4 separate regions of the Mus musculus genome follow, and all the other regions are linked to region 3. A link is a contact called in public HiChIP or PLAC-seq data. All regions are on one chromosome and are shown on one strand. The core of a region is the stretch at or near the end of the contact, and the rest is flanking DNA. Distances in the headings are between cores, read along the strand shown. Region 1 overlaps Col6a5 (collagen, type VI, alpha 5). Region 2 holds the start of Col6a6 (collagen, type VI, alpha 6). Region 3 holds the start of Pik3r4 (phosphoinositide-3-kinase regulatory subunit 4). Region 4 overlaps Atp2c1 (ATPase, Ca++-sequestering).

Region 1 (5,823 bases), core at 2,365-4,864, 220 kb before region 3:
AGAGGAGAAAGTAGCTCTGAGGATTCCTATGGAGTCAGGGAGCTGAGAGGCAGGTGTGTGTGTGTGTGTGTGTGTGTGTGTGTGTGTGTGTGTGTGTGTGTGAATGAGGACCAAAACATTCTAGGAAGGCAGGAGCTGCATCCTCAGGCAGGTGGGGAGCCTCCTGACTCTGAACACTCCAGCTCTGCCTTTGTAACCCAAGCCTTCCAGCTGTGGAGAGGATGAGGCTGTTGTGATACAATTCTGAGATCTACGTGAGGGCCAAGGGCAGCTTCTTAGCGGGTGGGGGTAAGGAGTAGTTATGGATCTGTGGTCAAAGAGGAAGTATGGAATGGTGATCAGAACTCCACAAAGGTCTCTAGGACAGCAGCCCAGAGTCCCACTGTGCTCCAGGATCTGCAGGGAAATTACTCTATACTAAATATGTATGGATTACACCGAAGTTAGATATATGGCTCTATACTTGTTCTAGATTGTTCTACTGGCTAGTTTTTTTTTTTTTATTTCAACTTGACACAGGCTAGGTTCATTCAGAAAGAGAGAACTCCAGTGAAGAAAATGCTACCACCAGATTGGCCTGTAGGTAAACCTATGGAGGCATTTTCTTAAGTAGTGATTGATATGGGTAGGGCTCCGCCCATTGTGGGCGGGGCCAACCCTAGGCCAGGTGGTCCTGGGTGCGATGAGAAAGCAAGCTGAGGAAGCCCTGAGGAGAGGCTTGTAAGCAGCCTCTGCTTTAGTTCCTGTCCCTGGGTTCCTGCTCTGCTTTTCCTTCATGATGGTTTCTGGAAGTTTAAGATGAAAAGCCTTTTCCTCCCCAGGTTGTTTTTGGTAATGGCTTATTATTACAGAAATAGAAACCTTAACTAAGTTAATTCTATAAAGCCAATACAATTTCTATTCATATGTGTGTGTGTGTGTGTGTAACAATCTGTACATATTCATACATACTAGAATGCATATAGCAGCACTATTTGTAGTAGCTTCTAATTGAGAACAAAACCACACCCTAGACACATGAAATCTCTGTTTGAGGGTGAGACGTAGAGTTAGTATGATTCACAAAGCTCCCTTCGTGGTTCAGGTATGTGTCCAAGTTTGGAAAACACTGCCTGAACCCTGCCTAGATCATTCCTGCTGCATGTCTCAGGGAAGTCTACTGTTGAAAATCATCAAATTGGTACAATCTAACCCCAGCAACATCAGCACCATCTAGCACTCACTGGATATGCAGATTCTCAGATCCCACCATAGACCGGCTGAACTAAAGCTGTCGCTGAGAACATGTGAGGGAGTCTCATACAGGCTGATGCTTGAAAACCACCGGCCTACTGTTGTAGATCCTGAGTGCACATCAGAGTTTTTAAATAAGAGTCCTTCAACTAGATATTACGATGTAGAAGATCCCATGCTCCTGGGAAAACAGCAACAAGTCGTCTGGGTTTGCGGGAGATTTCGTTGTCTTTCATGAGTTGGTAGGCACTGAGTCTGAGAGAGCAGCTATCGTCAAATCAGTCCAACCACAGACACTGTCTGAGGAGCTAGCTTAGAGAGGTAGGGTTTTGTGCCCACTTAGGAAATAGTACTTGAATGTTTCTTCAGTCACTGAGCATCTGACGTTGGGCATGCCACTCTGCCTCTCTGAACCTCCATTTCCTTGACTGCAAAGTAAAGACAGTAACAGAGCTTATGTCAGAGCCTAAGGTGAACAATGCATGTATGTGATGTGCTTCAAACGGCATGTGGCCTAGGCTGAAACTTCAGTGAGTGCTAGCTTTCTGCAGCTGTGATGAGTGACAGAGCTGATGGATGCTTGTGTGGACAGCTCACCAGACTGGGCAGGAGGAGTCCCTGATTGTTAACCTAGCGTACAATCCCTAAAGCTCTCCCAGCTGCTGTGGTCTTCCACCACTGCTAATGAGGAGCTTGGTTAAAGTGGGTATTTTCCCTTCTGGGGTACATACATCGTCTCTAGTGGACACATAGAGACTTGCCAGAATGTGGTCGTCTAAGGAGCTAGTCCTAAAGAACATGTTTTATGTGTGAGGAATCTCGGAGGCCTTCTTCCATCTCTTACAAATGCCCTGCTCCTTCCCCAGGCCCCCCATGAGTGTGGCAGGTCTCTTAGCCATCCTGCATCTGATTAAGGTGCTGTGGCCCAGATATAAAATCTTCCTAAGATGCTTTGGAGACTGGGTGGAAATGGTCAGACCAGAGTTAGAAATACTACACAAATTATCCATATAATTAATACATTTCCAATACAATGTTTACTTTTCCCTGCTAAAATGAGCAAAGTTTACACATATAGGCATTTGTGGTAAATTCTAGTAATATCCCATCTTGATAAAAATTTGATACCTAGACTTATGACATAGGAAATTAAAACACACACACACACAGAGAGAGAGAGAGAGAGAGAGAGAGAGAGAGAGAGAGATCTCCAACAGGAAGGTATGATTGGGCAAATAATTTAAAGTTTAAAGCATTTGAATCGTTTACAGTTGGAATGAAATCCTATACTAGAAGAGGGATGGAGGTAGAAGTTTAAGGAGAGAAATGAACACTATAAGTTATCTGACGTAAACATATTTTATACAATGGACAGCTGATATCAACCACTATGGAATTTAGATTTTGTTGGATAAGCTAAAAGAGAAACATGGCCATCAATGGTAGAGTCTGTTTGTAGTTTAAGCCCTCTGGAGGTCAAGGCAGGATGATCAGGAGTTCATGGCCAGTCTGGGCTACATGATACCCTGTCTGATAAAAGAAATATGGAAGTGTCATTGAAAAACATGTTAAACTTTGTTATTGTTGTATGTCTGAGTGTGTATGAGGTGTATGCATATGAGTGTATTATGTGGGGTGGGGAGGTAGAGGTCAGAGGACCCAGGTTTTTCTCTCTCTTTGCCTTGTTTGGAGGAGGAGGGGGAAGGAGGAGGGGAAGGAGGAGGAGGAAGAGGAGGAGGAGGAAGAGGAGGATGAGGGAGAGGAGGAAGAAGATGAGAAAGAGGATGAAGAGGAGGATGAAGAGGAAGAGCAGGAAGAGGAGGAAGAAGAGAAAGAGGAGGAGGAGGAGGAGGAAGAGGAGGAGTAGTGGTACATACTCCAGGTTGGCTTTGCCTGCAAGCTTCTGGGATATTCTCCTGTCTCTGCTTCCCACTTCACCGTAGGAATGCTGGGATTCTAAACGCATGCTTCCACACGGGGCTTTCACACATGGATTCCAGGGATTGACCTCAAGTCAAGAGGGCTTGGCTTTTCCCTTCTGAGTCATCTCTCTGGCCCCCACGGAAGCTTTATTTTTAAATGTCAGCTTTTACAGGATGTTGCAGTTACATACTTTTAGTGCCTTTTAAATTGTTAAAAAAATTTAGGATTAGAATTTTAGAAACTTTCCAAGATGCAGGGCAAAAGGACATGACCTCTCCCATGGAGACAGGTACTTAGCTAACTTCCCCTGAGGTGCTCCCTGAGTTGACAACCTATGTTCATGAGATCCATTCGTGGAGTAGTCACAGGAGAGTCCATCACTCGATGGAGGAAGCATCCTAGGGAAGAAGACACCAAATGAAGTGCTATCCCAGTAATGTCCCATAGAGGGCAGCCAAAGCCTGGGTCTGGCCCGGAGTTAGGCTTTTCTAAGTTAGGAGGCAGAACTATCCTGAACAGAGGCTGGAGGTTGGGTCTTCCTCCCTCCCAGATCGCTGATGGATGGACCCAGAGCTGCTATAGGGCAAGGCCATTCATCGCAAGGGCTCATTGAGCCACTCAATTGCGCAACAGCACCCTCTGAGGGATAGATAGTAGGTGCTGGTATTAGCAACCAAAAACTTACATGGCGGAGGTCAGGAGCAGGTGGATGGGGATAGGGGAGGAGTGTTGTCCTGTAAATGAATTCCATGAAGAGGCCACAGGAATTCTGAGCAGAGCCAGACGTTGCAAACAGTCATTACCCCCCTTCAAATGATTATATAATAATTCTATCTGCTAAAGCCACTAAGCAGGGAATTTCAAATCATGGGTAGATCAGAGAGACTTGTGTCTGCAGTCCTTTGCATTATACAGTTTTACCAGTGGTCACGTTTTTTTCTCCATGGACCTAGATGACTCTAGGTTGGACTTTTAGTTTGACTGTTGAAGATAGCAAGGATTATCGTTGTTTCTTGTGTTTGTTTCATACCTGGCACCTACAGGAGTAGGCTCAGGAGGAAATACTGTTATCCAATATCATGACGCTAAGAGCAGGGTGTCTTTCATGCTTTACAGATGGCGAAGATGCAAGATGAGCTTTCAGGAGAGAAGAGTGCTCGCTGGCAGATGGGACTCCCCTGCGGCAGTAGTTCCAGCCAGAAAATGCCAATCATTTATTAGAAGGGTCGGGGCAGGAACTAGAACTAAATTTGCTTCTCAGTCCCAAACCTGAGGGAGAGACTCTTCAGGATAGAGACATCAAGGAACAGACCTTCAAAACTAGGACCGGGTTTCATCTCTCAGGAGGAATGGGACCACTGAGCAAGAAGAGGCAACAGCCTTCCCCGTGACAGCTTGGTTCACTCGCTTTGATCACTTTGGTGAGTGCCTGCCAAAAGAAGATGTTTGTCATGATCGCCATCACATCTACATCTCAAATTAGACCCTTGAGTAAAAACAGTTTGTAATTGGAATGTCCCAATTGTCTTTTTTTTTTCTTCCCATTTATACAACCCTAAACTCTGTGTCGCTGGTTCCCATAGGACCCTGAGATTACATTTAGCACCCGTTACCTATAGTCAGTGGGTTTTCTTTACCAGGACATTTATAGAGTAACAAATTCATAACAAAGAAAGGGGAGGAGAAGCTGCCTTGTGAGCTACCCGCTCGTGCTGGGAACACTTGTTTTCTATTTTAGTGTGCTTTGCATTGTGTGGACTTGAGTTTTGCTGCCAAAGAAATCATGCCAACATGTGAACCTGGAAACAGAGCTATTCTCAAACAGTGTATCAAAACAGACTCTAAAACAGAAAAAGAACAAGACAATAACAACAACCCCAAGTCTGACCCAGAAACTTATTCTGTGCATTCTTATTAACTGTAGTCTCACTCAGCCCAGGAAAGCACATTAAACCTACTTAGGAAACACACATACAGGACAAGACAAAGCAGTAGTGAATTTGTTATACACTCGGTCAGTTTAACATGGAGTATGCAGGCAGTGGAGTACTGTTTAGGCATAAAGAAGAGTAAAGTCATGTGACTTGTGGGAAGATGGACAGAACCGTAGGCGTTCGTGTTGATTGACATAAGCCGGCTTCATATGTCTTCTCCCATACGTGGAATTCCAGGACTGGGGGATTAAGAGGATGAGAAAGTAAAGCAGATTTGGAGGGGAGAGGGGAATAAAAGGAGACTCAGAGGAGGTGAATGTTATCAGAGTGTTTTACATGCTGTCTGGAAATGGCATAATGAAACCCATTATTTTGTACAATTATTATATTCTAATAAAATCACTTGATTTGGTTAAGGCAACAAGTAGTTGCCAAACCAATGAGCATGTGAAAATGACTATGCTGGTGGGATAACACACGGACAATTTCATATGTGTTCCACATAGTTTTCCTTACTGTGACCGTTGTCTTTTATATAATTGAAAAATAACACAGTCGGTTAATTTTAAGTAGCCAGTTATTGCTTTGGAAATTTCTAAAACAAAGCCTATTTAATAGTTTTGTTTTTCTCTAAGAACTTTTGTCAGTGTGTCTTAATGGAAGCATGAAGGCCACAGCAGACCCTTAAATCTGATAGCGATAATGGTGTCCAAGAATGTGAACCAATAGACAC
Region 2 (5,863 bases), core at 3,018-5,517, 190 kb before region 3:
TATTTAAGCTTCAGACTTACTATGTAGCTGAGTGTGACCTCAAACTGCTCTTTCTAAATGCTGAGGGTACAAGCAAGTGCAATCAAGTCTGGCCTTGAATATATCATTTAAGTTTAAGTGTGTGTGTGTGTGTTTGCATGCATGCACGCACATGTGCATGAAAGGTTCATTACCTCAATTTGACAATGGATTATTACTCAACATGAAAATGTTAAGCAACTAAAGAAACAACTTAGACAATTGGCCCTCGTCAAATGGAAAACATGCACTTCAAAGGGACACTCGCGTGAAAGTAAAAAGAGCACATAGTGGTAGAGAACACTGATGGACCATTCAGGGAAAGGAGTGCAAGCGATGGAGGGAACCTCTAGAACTTGATGCTGCACAGCCAGCCTCTTTACCCTAAGGGACCAAGTTAGGCGGGGAGATGGCTCAGTGGTTAAGAGTAATTGTTGCTCTTGTGGAGGACCAGGAAGTGGCTCCCAGAGCTTACACGGTCATTCACAACATCTGTAGCTCCAGTTCAGGTCATCTGACTCTGTCTTCTGACCTCCATAGGCACCCGACACACACACACACACACACACACACACACCTATATACATGCAGACAAAATGCACTGGCAAAGTAAAATAGTAAATATACAAACAAAAAAATAAATAAACAAATCTAGAAAGAAATTGAAATATCGACCAAGTTCTCCAAATAGCACATGAAAAGTTCCTCAGCACCACCAGAGAAAGTCAATGCTAAACAACCCTACAATGACTGTCATTAAAATGTCAGTTGACAACCATGGGTGAGGATGTGACAAAAGCAAAGCCCCCTCGAGCTGCTGGTGGGGACGATGACGATGTGGCCCCTTGGGAAAAGTCTAGCTGTTTCTGTAAAGGAAGACCACAAAGTTCCTGTCTCAGACAGCCCAGTCACGGCCTCCTAGGTATGTCCCCAAAAGTAAACATGTACCTACACAAAGACTGCGCACAGAGAAGCGCGTTTACAGTAGCAGTCTTAATAAGAAAAACGTGGGAACATCCCAAATGTCTACTGGTTGAAAGTGTGTAACAGCCCCACAGAAGGTATTTTTTGCCCACAAAAGGAATCACATACCAATACACGCCACAACGTGGGTAAACCGGAAGCACACACTGAGGGGAAGATGCCAGCTGTAGAGTCACATACGGGTTCTTTTTTTTTTTTTTTCTGAAATACCTGGAATATGCAAGTCTTTAGAGGCAGCAAGCAGGTGGCTGGTAGCCAAGGGCTTGGGGGTATGAAAAATTGAGTACTGACAACCAGCAGGCAGGGGGCTCCTTTTGAGAAATGTTCTAGTCTTTCTAAAGTCACGTGTATCTGAAGACACGCTAAAATAGTTGACATGGACAGATTTCATATGATGTATAGCTTTAAAAGGCCATTAAGAATGATGCGTGTATATATGTGAATGTGCAGATAGAGTATTACTATAAATGATTCTACTCTTCACAATGCTTGTCCTGTAGGAATTTTATATTTAATTTAATATACTGCATTTAATGTCTAGACAGTTACTGGCTTATGGTGGTCCAACCTCTTATTTTCTTTTGACTTTATGATATACAAAAGCTATGTATACTTGGTAGATACTTTATTTCAAAATTTAAATATGGGTTTCCCCCCACTCCCCCACTCCCCGGCTATCAGTACTCTCGCCATGCTAGGTAGCAGCAGTGAGCCAAAGCTCACAGCTTAGATCATTAAGGGCAGCAGAGTGATTGATCAGCGAGACAGCTTATGAAGATGTTTGCCAGGGGGAAGGATGGATTGGCAGGGGTCCTGTGAGCTGAGAGGGAGGAAGATTGGACCCTGGGAGATCCAAGGGAAGGAGACCTGGGTAGCTTGTGGGTTTAAAGGGGGTAGATCCAGCTGGGTTGAGGTCTGAAGACAGTTCTAAAGTCAATATGAGACCCCCACCCCCACCCCCGGTGAATGGTAGCTAGCTTCCCCACAACTTTGATTTATGAACGGACTGGGTGGTTCTTGAGTCCTATGCTGTCTGTGGAGGAGCAACTTGACCTCTGCTGTGATTTATGTCTTGTTGGATGAGACTGACACAGATTTCAAAAGTGCATCCAAACACACATGGCACCCACACTTTGCCTTTAGTGACAGATGTTCCTGAAAAGGCCCCGGAAGTACAGCAGAGACCCGCTGGCTATTGGCGCATCGTGTGTCTTGTCCAGAAATCATGGGTTACACAACAGTGAGAACTTGGGGTCACTTTAGGCAACTAATTTCTTTTACACAGCTCAAGAGCCTCTTTTCTTCCTGTCATTCTGACCTAAGTGGGGAGAGGGAACCCCATTCTTTGAATGCTAGTCTCAGTTTGAAGCAGTGTGCAATCAGTTTAGACATCCTAGGATCCAGAGCATCAAGATGCTTCAGAACTGTATGTCAAAGAGATTCACATGCCTGCCATGAGCTGAGCCTGGGGTTCATTACGTCCTGGCAGAGCCAGGAGTCTCAGGCTCTTGACTTCCAGAAACCCTCCTGGCACACTGGGCTTTTTATGAGAAAATTACTGGATGGGCAACATTGGAGTGTGTAGGACACTTTGGCAAGTGACTTTGGGTGGGCTGGTGATCGATGAGAAACTGCCACTCAGAAATCTCAACTCTTTCCACATGAGACACCTGCTAATGTTGCAAATTCAGTGTCCTCTCAGCTGCCCTCTTGACCAACCACAGGAGGTATGGAACCGCCATTTTGAAGATACCTATCCTTGTGTGGAATCTCTGAGAAGAACACAAAGTCTGTGATTGATCCAGGAGACACAGTGAGGGACATTAACTCATGCCTTTATACACCATTAAGAAAGAGCCCGATGGCCCGACTAAAGAGTATAGTGGAATGGGCTGGAGAGATGGCTCAGTCCAATTCTCAGCAACCACATGGTGGTTCACACTGGTGTGTCTGAAGACAGCTATAGTGTACTCACAGACATAAAATATAATAAATAATTCTTTATAAAAGAGTGTAGTGGATTAAGGCATTTGCTGGTTCCATTTCCTGGGACTCAAGGTAGAAGAGAATCAACTCCATAAAGCTGTGCTCAGCCTCTCTCTCTCTCTCTCTCTCTCTCTCTCTCTCTCTCTCTCTCTCTCTCTCTCTCTCTCTCTCTCTCTCTCCCCCATCCCCCTACACACACACACACACACACACACAGAGAGACATGCACACATAATATATAAGTATAACTTTAAGGGAAGAAAGAAAGGAAGGAAGGAAGGAAGGAAGGAAGGAAGGAAGGAAGGAAGGAAGGAAGGAAGAGAAAAAGAAAAAAAAAGTAAGGTGTGGCCAAAGTTGCAGCTGGTGGATAGTCTGGCTTAAGTCATTCTCTGTGGCAAACCACTTCTATCTTGAACTTGTCCTCCGTGAAGCTGACACTGTGTTGCCAAATGGAACAGGTGGAACCTATACCAGAATTAGGCTGTGGGTTTCATCCCTGTTCGCCCACACACAAACTTACCTCCTCTTCATACCTTCCCTGCCCCAAGATGACCACACAGCAAGTTCCGAGAAGCAGAGTTCCGGTTCTCCCAAAGGGGACTCATGGCCCCCTTTGTCCTTCCTTGCGTTCGTTCGTGTGTTTGGGACTCTCAGATTCTAGCTTAATCTTTAGAATTTATTTGAGAATTAAGCGTTTCTACAGATCTCCAAAACTTGAGCTAGAATTGCCTTTTCTGAGTTTCCTACCCAGCAAATACCTTTCACCTTCTGTCTCCAAGTGTGTCTCTGCATTGACAGTGAGCAGATGTTGCAATTTCAATGGTTTTGTGGCCTGGGCACCTACTCAAGGTGCACAGCAGGTGGTCAGATATCTGTGCTACACTGCACAAGGCTGGATGAATGAAAAGAAAGCGAATAGAGTGACTAGCTTTAGGACAGGGAGAAGGGAGAAGTCTCTACCATTCGAAACCTCTTAGACTACCTCACTGCACCCCATTCCTCTCCTGAGCGGTTAGTACTAGAAGTAGAGAGATTGCTTTGGTGCGCTCCAGCGCAGAGAGTGAAGGCAAGCTCCAAGCACGCCCCAAAGTCCCCACCCTCCACTTTCCCCCAGGGTCTGCAGTCCAGGAGTTTGGGGGCGGTCCACGTTGCAGAGAAACAGGCGGGATAGTGCCAGCCTCCAAAATCCGCCCCCCTTCCCTCTTCTGTCACCTTCCCAAGGCTTGAGCAGCACGCGGAGCCCTGGGGGCCACCAGGGCGTGGAGAGCAGCATTCATCTGCGGAGCCTGGGGCGTGGGAGCTGCAGCCCGCGGGACCCCAGAGGCCAGAGGCTTCCTTGCCGCGCAGAGTCACATCCAGGCTCCCCTGCTCTCCAGCTGCTAAGCTATCCTGTGCTGGGGACTGTGCGCTCTGGGTGTACACTCCTCAAATCCACCCAGGCTGGGTAGAAGTTTCCCTGAGGTAAGTTCAGCAGCCAATGTCCGCTGGGAAAGAAACAGAACAGAGTTAATAAATGGTCAGTGAGGGGAGGCAGTGGATCAGCCAGTTGAGAGAGGCTACGAGAAGGACCAAGGTGAAGAAAAACTGCATTTAAAGGTCTTGACAGTGCCTCTTTGGAGGTTTTCATCCACCCCAGACAGAGTGAGCTGAATTCTATGGGCTCTGTTAGTTGTTTCTCCTTCTCCTTTTCCTCATTCTCTTTCTCCTCCTCCTCCTCCTCCTCCTCCTCCTCCTCCTCCTCCTCCTCCTCCTTCTCCTTTTCTGCCTTCTTCATCAGGGTGTTGAAGAATCAGCAGTATGAGCTAGTCATTCCCTGATTTGGGTTGGGAGTTCCCCCACCACATACTCGGGGTTCTCCTGGAATGAGAGGTGCCTTGCTCAATACTTTGTTCCCACATCCAGCATGGGGCCTGGAGCGTGGCAGGCACACAGAGCCACTTAACCAGGCAAAGCCGTTGCAAGCCTGCAGGTACACAGCATCTATGTTTCCCTGCCCAGTGTCACACTAAACTATTAAAGGTAACGTCAGGGTTTTGTTGGTGGTGCAGGGCATGAGGGAGGCAGGCAAAGCGTGTCTTTTCAAAAATCAATTCCCAGTGACATTCTACTATGAGTGGAGCCCAGACTGCCTGGCTCGTAACCAACCTTGGACGTAATTTCAACCAGAGGCCAGAAGAGGAAGGGAAAACCCTGGAACTAGGAAGTAATGGTTCGTTTCTTTGTGGCCTCTTGTGATAGGATTTCTTGTGGATCCTTTTTAGAAATTATCAGTATGGAGATGTTTGAAGAGGACTTTTGTGAATGCCAGGGAGTCAACAGGGAGAACCGGGGATCATTGAGAAATTGGGGTGTTGCTGATTACCTAAGACTCAAGACAGAACACTAGAAAGCTGTTCTTAAGGGTTTGGTTTTTCCTTTCTGCTATAGACTCCAATAGTCACAGTGCCAATTTAATTTTTAAAGATTTATTTATTTTTAAAGTGTGTCTGTGTGTGTGTAAGGGGAATGTGTGCGTGCCAGTACCTGAGGACTGCTTCAGATCTCCTGCAGCCAGGGTGACAAGTGGCTGTGCGCTGCTCAATGCAGGTGCTGGGGAAACAACTTAGTCCAGGGAGAGCTTAGTACAAGCTCTTCGTGGCGGAGCCCTGGCTAGAGCCACGTGCTGCCCATTTTAAAGGTCCTAGTTGATGGGTACCACTTTTAGTTTTGTTTATTCTTTGCATTTATTCCCATGCACAAGCTTTTGCTTCCTCGGGTTCTTCTGGAGCATCTCTCCCTTCTATTCAGCCTCCTCTTTCAGTGTAGGTCCAGTTCGTTCCTTTTGAGTCTCACGTCCATGCGGCAGGGGACGCTGAGGTGTGGGACCGTCCTGCTC
Region 3 (6,209 bases), core at 3,504-6,003:
CCAGACTGCAAGCTCCTCATCCTTTCTCTCACCGCTACTTTCTGCACAGCACCACCTTCCGCTGCCTGTCCATTACCGCTGTCCTCACTGCAATGCAAACTCTATGTTTCCCCCCATTTTGTGCACGGAAAAGTCCCCATCAACTAAGCTAATTCTGATACATAATAAGCATTCAGTAAATGTGTTAATTCCTAGTTATACAATGTTGGTTTCAAAGTAAAGGACTTCAAACAAGAGCTATTTTTAAGGAAAAGAAAAAAAACATCAAGTTCTGAGGCCAATAAGATACATCAGAGGGGACAGGCACTTGCCACCAAGTCTGATGACCTAGGTTCAATTTCCAAGTCGCACATTCTGGAAGGAGAGAACCCATTCCCACAAGCTGTCCTCTGATCTCCAAACACTCCCTTGCAGGCACACGCTCGCATATGTGCCCGTGTGTGTGTGTGTGTGTGTGTGTGTGTGTGTGTGTGTGTGTGTGTGTGTGTGTGTGTAAATAAAAGGTTATGTCAAAATAAATAAATAAATGTAATATAAAATATTTAACCCATCATATGTGAACAAGAAAGATCTGAGCAACACTGTAAGCCAACCAGATCTAAAAGCATCAGTATGACATCCTACCCATGACAACAGAATACAAACTCTCTGGAGCCTATAGATTTCGCACAATCTAGACAAGACCTCAGCTAAGGCACAAAAGGACTCTCAACACCATGGTTTAGACAAAATTTCAGTGAACTCCAAGGCTTCCTGTGCTGAACTCCATTCTCACTATGAGGTATGACAGCAAAAACTTAATCTGACAATGGTGTCAGAGGTGAGACCTCTGGGAAGTAATCAGAATTAAAATCCTGAGGGAAACCTCTCTGTGAACCCAGGTAGCTTCAGAAGATAAGAAACCACCATACAGAGACACACATGTGTACTCTACACTCTGCAACATACAGAGGCACACATGTGTACTCTACACTCTGCAACATACAAAGGCACACATGTGTACTCTACACTCTGCAACATACAGAGGCACACATGTGTACTCTACACTCTGAAACGGAGGGCCAAAGTAAACAATGTCTTTCTAAAATCGACCTGGTCATGGTGCTTTATCTCAGCAATAGAAAAGTAGGCAAGACGACTCCTAAATAATAAAAGGGGCAAGGGAGCTTGGGAAGAGTGAGAGTGGTGGTACATTCCTGTAACTACACGGAAGGCCAAAGCAGAAGCGAAGTTAAAGAGCAGTCAGGGCAATGTAGCAAGGGCTGTGATGTAGCTCAGGGATGCAGTGCTTGACTGTTAGTTAGGGGAGAGCCTGTGTTCCCTTCCCAGTGTTGAGAGGAAAATCAAAAGGACATTTTACACACACACACACACACACACACACACACACACACACACACACACACACACCATAAAAAAAAACTTACGGGGGCCCCTTTTACTTAGGCCTGGCTGAATGGTTCTTGCAAAGATGATTGGCAAGAAAAGGGCCATTCTGCCACCTGCAAGGTGGTGGTGACCCCAACATCCACTGTCAACAGTCATAAGTGCATCTGTGGAGTGGGCTTCAAGAAGTGTGCCCCTCAGGCACTCGGACAAATCCACAAGTAGGCCATGAAGGACTCCAGCAGAGCCATCTGGGCCAAAGGAATAAGAAGGACTGTTGCATAGCATAGCTGTGTGCACTTGCTCACAAAATGTAATGAGACCTCGCCAACCAAGCAAGCGCTACCCTGCGCTACTCTGCAATCCTCATACCTGGCTCAAAATCTATACTAGGATGCGGTCTGATGGGTGTCAAAAACAGTTTAAAACTGCTTACAAAACAAAACAAAACAAACTCATATGGACCAGGGGATCTGCTCGGTCAGAAAAGTGCTTGCTTTGCAAGACCCAGGCCCTGAATTAAAACCCCAGAATCCACATTAAAAAAAGCTGTGTGGAATGGTCCAGGCTTCTAAGTCCAGAGCTGAAGACAGAGCTTGGATGATCTCTGGGGTTCACTGACTGGCCAGCTTCCTGCCCAGGGAGAGACCCTGCCGCAGAATAAGTAAGAGTGGACAGGGAACTTACCAGTACGGAGACAACACTGGGCTGGTTCCTTGGGTACTGCTCACTGTGCACGAGCGCGCACGCACACACACACACACACACACACACACACACACACACACACACAGCCCTCTATGAATATACACAAATAAAACCTCCATGTGACTCAACTAGCGTTCTGAGTGAATGCACAGCAATAAATTCCAACGCTAAAAAGATGCCTTGTAGGATCCTCATACACTGCCTGAAACCAACTACCCCAGCAAACGCCAGTCCCTCTGTCGGCCTCAGCTTGAATGCCATCTCTCTAAGGGAGGCCTGCTCTGACACTGCCTCTCCACCTATCACTCCCACAGAGGCTTACTTAGCTGTGTGCTTCTGTAGCAGCAACTGTGCTTCTCCCCACCACGGCAAACACCCGGGGCAAACACCCGGGGCAAACACCCGGGGAAACGTACTTTTTCTCTATCCTCAACCTGACATGTAGCCTCCTCCTGTGCCGCCAGCACTGCGTAGTGTGTGTTTTGAATGTCTGAATGAGAACTATTTCGAATTTTCTCATCACTTCTGCATGTCCAATGAGGACATCGTGTATCTGTCTGAAACCGTCTGAGAGGGCCTAGCAAGAAATCTTTGAAAAGCAGGCAATTTACGCAAAACCACGTTTCTGTTTGGCAGTAGAAAAAAAAAAATATGCAAGTTAGCTGATCTGACTGACTCACACACCTGCCGAAAAGATGTCCATGGCTCTCTTCAGCTCTCCCCGCGCTCTCTGATTGCTATTCAGGTCGACAAGCGGGGTTGAGGGGTCTCTCATGTACTCTAACTCGGTGGCGAACATCCCACCGTCAACGAAGCGCTCGGGAGCTATGTAGCATGTCCTCCTTCTCGAGGTGTCAAAGAAATAGTTGAAATCCGCTGGGTTGTCCTCGGGAAGATACGTGGGCTTAAAACTGGCGAAGTCGGTTAGGAGGACCCAGTTCCAACTGGTGACCATCACATTCTCTGTCTTGATGTCTCCGTGGCGGACTCCAGATTTGTGCGCTTGGTCCACGGCCGTCAGGATCTGGAAGGCGATCCAGCGCTTCTCGATGTTGTTTAGGAACGGGCGGGTACTGATGCGATCGTAGAGGTTGTCTCTCACATACTGCCGGAACAGCATGGCTGCTTTCTCAGACGCCTTTTCTGCTGCTTTCTGGAAGGGGAGGCAGTTCTGGGCGGAGTGGAGCCTGATTTTCAGTTCCTCCAGCTCCTGTTTATAACTAGTTAAGGGTAACGTGGGATCCTGAATTGCAAAGACCTTCACAACCACCAGGCCTTCCCGGTGCTTGGCTCGAGCGACTTTAAAAAACCGAGTGCTTCCCAGGCTCTTATCATACTCAAAGTCATGGATGTCTGAGAAATAACTCTCTACAGACAGGATCTGGGAAGGAGCGATGCCAGCCAGCTGATTTCCCATAATGCCCAGCACCTCTGGGACAGCAGCTTAACACAGAACACCTGGGTAAAAGGATGTCGAGCAGGAGAGAGATTAAAATGGAGAGAAACAAAGAAACAGTGAAATCGCCATTATTTGGCCTTTTCCTAAAAGACATCTGTACCTTTACCTACTATGTGTGTGAATGTGAGTCCCAGATCTGTCTCAAATTCAGAAAAAATTATCTAAGTAGATTTTATTACTTTTATCTAAAAATATGGTGCTACGTCATGTCATTCTTTCCAGCCGCTAAACTGTTTAATTACATACATGCCTTCAACATTTTATTTTAGAGATAAGGTCTGTGTAGCCCAGGCTTGGCATGGAACTCTCTATGTAGCCCGAGAAGTGAGTTTGAACTCCAGATCCTCTAGCCTCCACCTCGTAAGGGCTGAGATCCCACTATGCACAACGTAGTCCCTTCAACATTAAGCTAAAAATGTTAAAAACATGCATTCACTGTGTGATACTATTAAAGTCGTAAAAGTACCGTATGCCTCGGTCCTTGTCCGGGAAAACTAGTTTACTTGCAAGTAAGAAACACGCTAAACGCTTAAAAGAACGAATCACATGATACAAACGGATCATTTTAAGTCCTGGGAGGATCAATCAGATCTATAGAATTAGCATCAACTGGGCCTTGCATCCTCGCAGTGATGTCTCCCTCCTCCTAAACCAAGGCAAACTCCTCCAGTTTGCAACAAGAAACCCCGCCAGAAACATTCAAGAAAAGTAAGCCGAAATGCACACTGCCCCAAGTTACCTAACCCCACATTTTGCAGGAACTGTCTCCCTACCCCATAGTTGAGCACTCAGGAAAACATTTACCCCAGGCCTCTGGCAACTCAAAAGTCGCTGAAAGATCCCAGGGAGGTCTTGGCAGAGCTCCGAGGGGCTTGGGCGTGAACGGAAGCCGGCCAGGAGAATGTTTTCTGTGAGGGGTCTTCTTTCAGACACGGGACCGGGGTAGTTGGGGCAGGAGCGCAGACACGTCCGAGATCTAGAGCTGGGGGTGAACAACTGGGAGAGCAAACACACTCGGGACTCCGGACACCCAGCAGCCTCGCTGCCGGCTCCTCCCCTGCCGCCCTGGGCCCCCGCGGGTTCGAGTCCCCGGATCCCAGGGCCTTTGCAGCAGCCCTGGACAGGGACAGGGACAGGGACAGTGCCCGTCCAGGAAGACGACTTCACCTGCGGCAAACGCTGAACTCCCGGGAAAGCCTCCGGGTTGACCTCACTTCCTGTTGAGATCGGAAGTGACGGACGGAGGCTTGAGGAAGCGTTCAGTAGGAAGCCGGTTGCTAGGAAACAAGGGAAGGAAGCGTGGCCTCGCTGCCTCAAGCAGGAGGTGCTTTTCTTCACTAACTCTGTGACCAATGGCTCTAAGTAAACTTACCCACGTACTTAGAAAACCTAGCTCCCCCACTAAGTTGGATTTCAACTTTATTGAGTGAGAAGCTATGTGTCATAAAGTTCGTCGGTTTAAAAAGTGCACAATTGGGGTGACACGAACCTTTAATCTCATTACTCAGGAGAGGTAGATGGATTTGTTAGAGGCTAGCCTGTCTATAAAGAGAGATCCTCTCTCCAAAAAAAAATGTATGTATGTATGTATGCATGCATGCATATTTTGTATGTACACACACAAGTTATCTCGGTATGGCAGAGCCAAAGCTGTCATGGCTTCACAGCAGGAGTAAATCTTACAGTGAACCTACACAACACCTGGCATTTTAAGTCAACCATTGGTTGGGGAAGTGTATGCACCCTACCTCTCTGTGATAAAGACTTGGCTTCTAATGTATTCTAGGAGAGAAACCACTTTCTTCAATTGACTCCCTACTGAGTGCCCACCAGACTCCAATGGATAGCCCCAAACTCACTGCCTAAACTCAGTGAGTCTTGGAAAAAAAATATTTGAAAGTGCTGGTTAATTAGGGGTGGGGGTATTACAGTAATCACATTATACATGTATAAGATTGTCAAAAAATCAAGTTAAAACCATTTTTCAAAGTGTCAAGATTGGCTGGTTTTAATTCTTTATTCATTCTATTTTTGAAAGCAAGGTCTCGTTCTGTATTTCAGGCTAGCTGAAATACATCCCCCTGCCCCAACTTACTGGGTGCTGGAATTACCTGGGTGCATCATGGTAAAAAGAATGGGTCTTTGCTGGAGTTGTGTTCTAATTTTCTTGCTTTTGCTACTGTGCTGGTTCGAATGAGAATGGCTCCCAAAGGGTTGTATATTTGAATATCTAGTCCCTAGTGGGTGGGCTATTTAGAGGACTAGAAGGTGTGGCTTTATTGGGGGAGGTGTGTCACTGGCTTTGAGGTTTAAAAAGCCTAGGCCAGGCCCAGTGTCCCTCTCTTGCTGCTGCCTGTTGACCAGGCTGTAACTCTCAGCTCCTGCCTGCCAGCTGCGATGATTGATCCCTGCCACGGTGATCTTTGACTAACCCTCTGAAACCTTAAACTGTAGCCTCCCATAAGCCTGAAGCAGGCTAAGCCAGAACTTGATCTTGCTGCCACTAAGGAGATTATCTAGGGTGGAGCCTAGAGCACTCTATTGTTCTGCCACTGCCGCTGTTCCCCTTCAAGATACTGCTACCTGCTGAGAGGCCCCAGAACTATTCTAGAGACTACACCCTATTCTGCATGTCATCACCTGCGGCTGGTTCCAG
Region 4 (6,006 bases), core at 193-2,692, 180 kb after region 3:
CAGACATTGGCGTTCTCTTCTCACAAGTTCTGAGGCAGTCTCTTCTCTTCTACCATATATTTTGGTCCTTCTGGGAACGCCTGAGGAGTCTCTGTATTCCTACCTGGTATCTTCCTGTAGGAGGGCAGGGATGTAGCTGACGGCCCTACTGAGTCCGAGTCCAGTTTGTCCTGCCTGTGATTTAAGTGCTTCACCCTAGGTACTTACTAGTGTTCAAGAGTGCGTGTATGCCGAGCACTCTTCTAAGCAGATGATGAGGCATCATAATGAATACATCTCAAGACAGCCTTAGTGCTCATCATTGATCAGCCATTTCTACCGACCTCACCCTCCCCCAACACATAATAAGAGCACATAGCTAATCAAGTGATTACGGTTTAGGATTTATTTTTGATTGTTTATTTTTATTTATTTATTTTTTAAAGACAGGTCTTACTACATGGCATTGGTTGGACTGAAACGTGCTGTGTAGACCAGACCGTCTTCAAACTCAGAGATCTGCCTACCTCTGCCTCCCCAATGTTGGGATTAAAGGAATATATCATGATGCTTAGCGTTTTTATTTTGTTTTTAAAGATTAACTTTAAAAATATTAATCTTTAAAGTTTTCTAAAAATCGTGTGTGTGTGGTATTTACATGATGTATACGTGAGTGCAGGTGTCTGAGCAGGAAGGAAGTGTTAGATTCTCTGGTGGTGAAGTTCTAGGCAGGTGTAAGTTGTCTGATGTGTGTGCTTGGGAGCCATGGTGGCAGATCCTCAGTAAGAGCAGCATGTGCTTCCTCACCACTGAGCTGTCTGTCTGTCTAGCCACAGACACAGAGTCACTGCAGTTAAATGGACTCTTAGAGAGAAACAGTATGGGTTTCTTACCGTGATGGTTTCTGTTTCATGCTACAGTGTGCGTGAAGGAAAACTGGAGCATACACTTGCCCGAGACTTGGTTCCAGGTGACACAGTTTGTCTCTCTGTGGGGGACAGAGTTCCTGCGGACTTACGCTTATTTGAGGTAAGTTTAGGGTATATGGATATTGATTAATGGCAGTTCTAACGATTAACACATAGTTCGTGTGAAATGTTTAGTATTCTGCCTGAAATAGTGACAAGCGTAAATGTGTTTCCCTCCGTGAAAGATAGCTGTTCCTGCTGTAAAGTCTTTAGGGTGTCCACCAGGTCAGTCAGCACACTGAGTTAGGTGCTGTACCAACAGAAAGAGAGGATAGAATTTTGTTGATTTGTGAATCCATTAGGCACGAACAAAGACAAACTCCATAATCAGAGGAATCAAGAGTATAGGAGCTGAGAGCAGAGACATGACTTCTGATGCAGCTGGAAACATAGAACGCCGCACACAACACCAACGATGCCGGAGAACAGAGTGGAGCAGGAAGGGGAGGGTGTTAACCTCTGGGAGCATGCCAGTAGACGAGCCTCTTGCCTCACGCTGCGGTCGTGAGACTGTCTGACTCAGCTCTGGCGTAATGCACTACCCAGCATCGCCTGAGAATACCATTGCAGTCTTAGAAAAGAAAAAGTCAAAAATGGAAGTATGGTTTCTGCTGAGAGTGTATTTTGTTTTCTCAGTAAGAGGCCGAGCTGCCCAGCAGTGCATGCTTCCTCTATGCTTCCTCTGCGATGCATAGAGCTCATCTGGGATGGGATGGCTTGAGATTCTGTTCATGAGACCAGTTCCTGCCCAGAGTGCTGCTCCACCCACCTCAGTACACAGTCATCAAAAATCCATTGTTTAGATTTTTTTGAGGCAGGTTCTTCCAAATGAGTTCTTTAAATATAGATCAGGCTGGCTCGTAAAGTATAGATCAAGCTGCCCCTTCTTTTGTCAGCCATCATAGGCTTTGAGCCACCCTACTTGGCCTAAGCATTATTAGAGATATAATTCCCATATAAGATGTGCTCAGTTGATAGTGTAACATTTACTGGTGGTCAGGCTATTCAGAGGTGTTCAACCATCGCCTCCGTCACCACTTTCCAAAGACTTTCCTTCTCTTTCAGCACTCACTGTGTTCTTGTTCTTGACACTAAAGTATGCTTGCTTATTCTCGACATTTCATTAATTGAAATAGAATCATAGAACACACAGACTTTCCCCTGTCTGTCTCACTTAACATTTTCTCAGGCACATTCTCTAGTGCTTTATTACTTTCTATTGCCACATAATTTTTTGTTTTATGAACATGTACATAGTAAGTGCAGTCCACTTATATTTGAAAGGTCGCTTGTAGGGAAGGGCTGGGCTTCTGCCGTTTTATGACTCATGTCCCGGCAGTCCTGCTCTGTGGGAATGTGTGTACAGACCTCTCCACTCATGACTTTTTTTGTCTGAGAAATTTTCCTGTGACTCCAAATGTAGGTATATAAAATATGTCTGCAAATTAAGCATTAACAGATAATAAATCAAAAAACCCTTAAACCAGTTCTTTATTATGCATATAATTTTCCATTTACTAAAGGGAAAACAAGTTTACCAGTGAGATGGAGTGCTTTTTAATTCTTACATAAAGAATTAGATTTTGGGCTAGAGCGATAGCTTAGGGTTAAGAGCAGTTGCCTCTTGCACAGAGCTGGGTTTGATTCTGAGCACTTACATGATGACTCACAGCTCTGAATAACTCCAGTGTCTGGGGTTCTGCTGTTCTCTGTGATCTCTGTCACCCCCCTCTAGTCCAACAGTGGCTGTCTACCAATGGAAGGTCCAAGAATGCATCTGTAGTTGCTCAGTTCATGAGGCTGCACATCTCTGCCTGGTCTTCAGTATACACTGGAATCCCAAAGAAGTAGGCCGTAATGCCAGTGAAGGAATGAACTTGTTAGTGAGACCCAGAGCGAGAGCTAGAAGGGCATCGAGAGAGAACAAGCTTCCTCCTTTCATGTCCTTTATATAGACTGCCAGCAGGAGGTCTGACCCAGAGTAAGTGTGGACCTTCCCACCTCAAAACATCTGGCTTAAAGGTGCATCTTACTAACTACATCAGAGATCTGGATTAGAAGTTGGTCTTCTCACTTCAAATGATTTAGTCAAGATAAAAATTCCTCATAGGTGTGTCCAGCAACCTGTGTATTAAAACCTGTGTATTAATCCCAGATGTTGTCAAGTTGGCAACCAAGAGTAACCATCACACCCCTGTTAAATTTTAAGGGGTCATGCCTCGAAGTTTTGATTCCAGAGGGAAGAGTGCTCCTACCAAGAGTCATGATAAATATTCCATTGAACTGGAAGCTCAGACTTCCCCCTGGTGGGAATAGGAAGCTGAATTTTTTTCCCTAGTGAGGCACTAAGGCTGATAGTTAATAGAAGTATGGCAGGTGAGAGCAATGAGTGTATGCATGTAGCACTCAGCTTGTTTTGATTTTTATACTCTTACACAGGTCTGCATCCTCTGCCTAAGGAATGGAACCACTTGTAGTGGGTAGTTCTTCCCATCTCAGTTAATGTAATCAAGATCATACCCTACAGCAGTGGTTCACGACCTTCCTCATGTTGTGATCTTTTAATATAGTTTCTGTTGTTTACCTCAATCATAAAATTATTTCATTGCTGTTATGAATCATAATGTAAATATCTGATAATGCAGGGTATCTGATATGTGTGTGACCCTCCCTCCCCAAAGGAGTTATGACCCACAGGTTGAGAACTGCTGCCCTATAGACATTCTTAGAAGTCCATCTCCTGAGAGATTCTAGATTCTGTCAAGTTGAGGACACTAGTCATCACAGTGAGCTTTTAGTTCAGTGAGAAACCTTACCTCAAAAATGGGCTGAAGAGTACATCTGTCCCCTAACAAGGAAATGTGTCTAGTGGATTTTTGAGAAGCAACCTATAGTCCTCTGGCAGAGTAGCAAGTACTCTTAGCTTCTGAGCCAGCTCTCTAAACCTCTTTTTTTTTTTTTATTTTGATAAGAAATACTTGTTAATTTTTTGTGACCCCATTATAAATGATAGTATTTGATTTTCTTGCTATTAAGATTTTTGTCATCTACCTGGCCAGAACATTTTTTGGAAAGATTTATTTATTTATTTATTTATTTATTTATTTATTTATTTTTTATATATATGTAAGTACACTGTACCTGTCTTTAGACACCCCAGAAGAGGGCATCAGATCCCATTACAGATGGTTGTGAGCCACTCTGTGGTTGCTGGGATTTGAACTCAGGACCTCTGGAAGAGTAGTCAGTGTTCTTAACGGATGAGCCATCTCACCAGCCCCAGAACATTTTTTTTTTCTTCTTCTTCTTAATAGTGTGTCTCATTGGGGATTGATTGAACTTCCTGATTATTTAGATTTGGGTTTTTCATCAAGTTTGGGAAATTGTAGACCATTATATATGCAGATAGTCTCTCTACCTCTCTGCATTTCTTCTTCTGGAATGCCTGAAATGTGTTGTTTTGCTTGATAGTGTCTCACACCTAGATCCAGTGTCTCACACAGATCTAGTGTCTCACACCTAGGTCCACTGTCTCACACAGATCCAGTGTCTCACACAGATCCAGTGTCTCACACAGATCCAGTGTCTCACACAGATCCAGTGTCTCACACAGATCCAGTGTCTCACACTGATCCAGTGTCTCACACAGATCCAGTGTCTCACACTGATCCAGTGTCTCACACAGATCCAGTGTCTCACACAGATCCAGTGTCTCACACAGATCCAGTGTCTCACACTGATCCAGTGTCTCACACAGATCCAGTGTCTCACACAGATCCAGTGTCTCACACAGATCCAGTGTCTCACACTGATCCAGTGTCTCACACTGATCCAGTGTCTCACACTGATCCAGTGTCTCACACTGATCCAGTGTCTCACACTGATCCAGTGTCTCACACTGATCCAGTGTCTCACACTGATCCAGTGTCTCACACTGATCCAGTGTCTCACACAGATCCAGTGTCTCACACAGATCCAGTGTCTCACACAGATCCAGTGTCTCACACAGATCCAGTGTCTCACACAGATCCAGTGTCTCACACTGATCCAGTGTCTCACACTGATCCAGTGTCTCACACTGATCCAGTGTCTCACACTGATCCAGTGTCTCACACAGATCCAGTGTCTCACACAGATCCAGTGTCTCACATACACAGATCCTTTAACTCTGTTCCTTTTCTCGCTATCTTTTTTATTCTGCTCTTTAGACTAGTGGTTTCTTAATTTTTATCACAACACTTTCCATTATTATGGATTTTTTTTTTTTTGTGCATACCTGGACACCAGGTACATGCCTGCTGCCCATGGAGGTCAAAAGAGGGCATCTGGTCTTCTGGTTCTGGAGTTACAGATAGATATGAGCCTTCAAATGGATGCTAGGAATTGAGATTGAGCCTGGGTTCTTTGGAAGAATAGCCAGTGCTCTTACCCTCTGAACCATCTCTCCAGCCTCTAGACTGGTGATTTTAAATTGTTTCATCTTCTAGGTTGTTTGTTGATGGCTTTTTTTTTTTTTGACATTTTAATGTTGACCACCCTCTAAGTATCTTTTTATTCAGTGTTTATTTTTAGTGTCTGGTTGATATAATAAATATTGATTGATTGAAATGTGTCATGTCTTATATAATCCAGGCCCTCATGCAATCTAGGTAGGTAGGTGCTCTACCATTCAGCTATAGATCCAGCCTCAGCCTCTAGGTTTCTAGTTACTCTATGCAATTTCTATTGATATTTTCTATAAATTAATGTATTTTGTTTCTGTTCTTTGAGCATAGTTACCTTTTTCTAGTCTCAGTTTGATGTCTAATCTTCCTCACAGAATGTTTTTGACAGTTTCTTTCTGGTAAAATTGGCCATACTTCAAATTCTTAAAAAAAATTAGATTTATTATTTTATTTTATGGGCATTGGTGTAACGCTTGCATGCCTGGTGCTTGAAGAGGCTGAACGAGATCGTTAGATTCCTTGGAGTTAGAGTTACAGAAACCTGTGAACTGCCATGCCGAGGACCAAGCCTGGGCCTTTGGAAGAGCAGCAAGCGCTCCTAACTGCTCAGTGGT

Evidence for each region. HiChIP or PLAC-seq counts read pairs in DNA pulled down with a chosen protein or histone mark.
Region 1: a contact with region 3 is called in an H3K4me3 HiChIP or PLAC-seq map of pro-B cells, with 3 times the contacts expected there. The contact joins the enhancer-like site here to the promoter of Pik3r4 in region 3. A contact is called at or near these places in 5 of 39 promoter capture datasets (embryonic stem cells, frontonasal cranial neural crest, hippocampal neurons and 2 more), 1 of 15 datasets of contacts at CTCF or cohesin (large pre-B cells), 1 of 484 Hi-C or Micro-C datasets (palatal mesenchyme), 16 of 115 datasets of contacts at active chromatin or transcription factors (the 230-238 cell line, the NIH/3T3 cell line, astrocytes and 8 more) and 1 of 9 other capture datasets (adipose tissue).
Region 2: a contact with region 3 is called in an H3K27ac HiChIP or PLAC-seq map of embryonic stem cells, with 2.1 times the contacts expected there. The contact joins the promoter of Col6a6 here to the promoter of Pik3r4 in region 3. A contact is called at or near these places in 2 of 39 promoter capture datasets (hippocampal neurons and pre-B cells), 2 of 484 Hi-C or Micro-C datasets (both in embryonic stem cells) and 9 of 115 datasets of contacts at active chromatin or transcription factors (embryonic forebrain, embryonic stem cells, forebrain and 2 more).
Region 4: a contact with region 3 is called in an H3K4me3 HiChIP or PLAC-seq map of bone marrow-derived macrophages, with 4 times the contacts expected there. The contact joins the enhancer-like site here to the promoter of Pik3r4 in region 3. A contact is called at or near these places in 1 of 39 promoter capture datasets (second pharyngeal arch cranial neural crest), 11 of 115 datasets of contacts at active chromatin or transcription factors (bone marrow-derived macrophages, cardiomyocytes, embryonic forebrain and 3 more) and 3 of 9 other capture datasets (adipose tissue, liver and pancreatic islet).

What each region holds. Positions count from the first base shown.
Region 1 is chr9:105,855,787-105,861,609 of GRCm38.p6, reverse strand. Col6a5 (collagen, type VI, alpha 5) reads left to right here. Exons shown (of 41, transcript NM_001167923.1): 41 at 4,273-5,540. The coding sequence ends at 4,292. Among named protein-coding and RNA genes, the nearest start is that of Col6a6, 31 kb to the right of the region's middle. Within about 2 kb of position 3,614, at least 16 of the 459 cell types and tissues checked have an H3K27ac peak or open chromatin away from gene starts, as enhancers often do. A contact at or near this core is called in neural tube and pro-B cells, where this site is marked.
Region 2 is chr9:105,826,489-105,832,351 of GRCm38.p6, reverse strand. Col6a6 (collagen, type VI, alpha 6) reads left to right here and starts at 4,267. Exons shown (of 37, transcript NM_001102607.1): 1 at 4,267-4,449.
Region 3 is chr9:105,641,539-105,647,747 of GRCm38.p6, reverse strand. Pik3r4 (phosphoinositide-3-kinase regulatory subunit 4) reads right to left here and starts at 4,753. Exons shown (of 20, transcript NM_001081309.1): 1 at 4,358-4,753; 2 at 2,779-3,552. The coding sequence starts at 3,511.
Region 4 is chr9:105,454,662-105,460,667 of GRCm38.p6, reverse strand. It overlaps Atp2c1 (ATPase, Ca++-sequestering), which reads left to right. Exons shown (of 27, transcript NM_001253831.1): 7 at 900-1,008. Among named protein-coding and RNA genes, the nearest start is that of Gm40564, 38 kb to the left of the region's middle. Within about 2 kb of position 1,442, at least 69 of the 459 cell types and tissues checked have an H3K27ac peak or open chromatin away from gene starts, as enhancers often do. A contact at or near this core is called in bone marrow-derived macrophages and microglia, where this site is marked.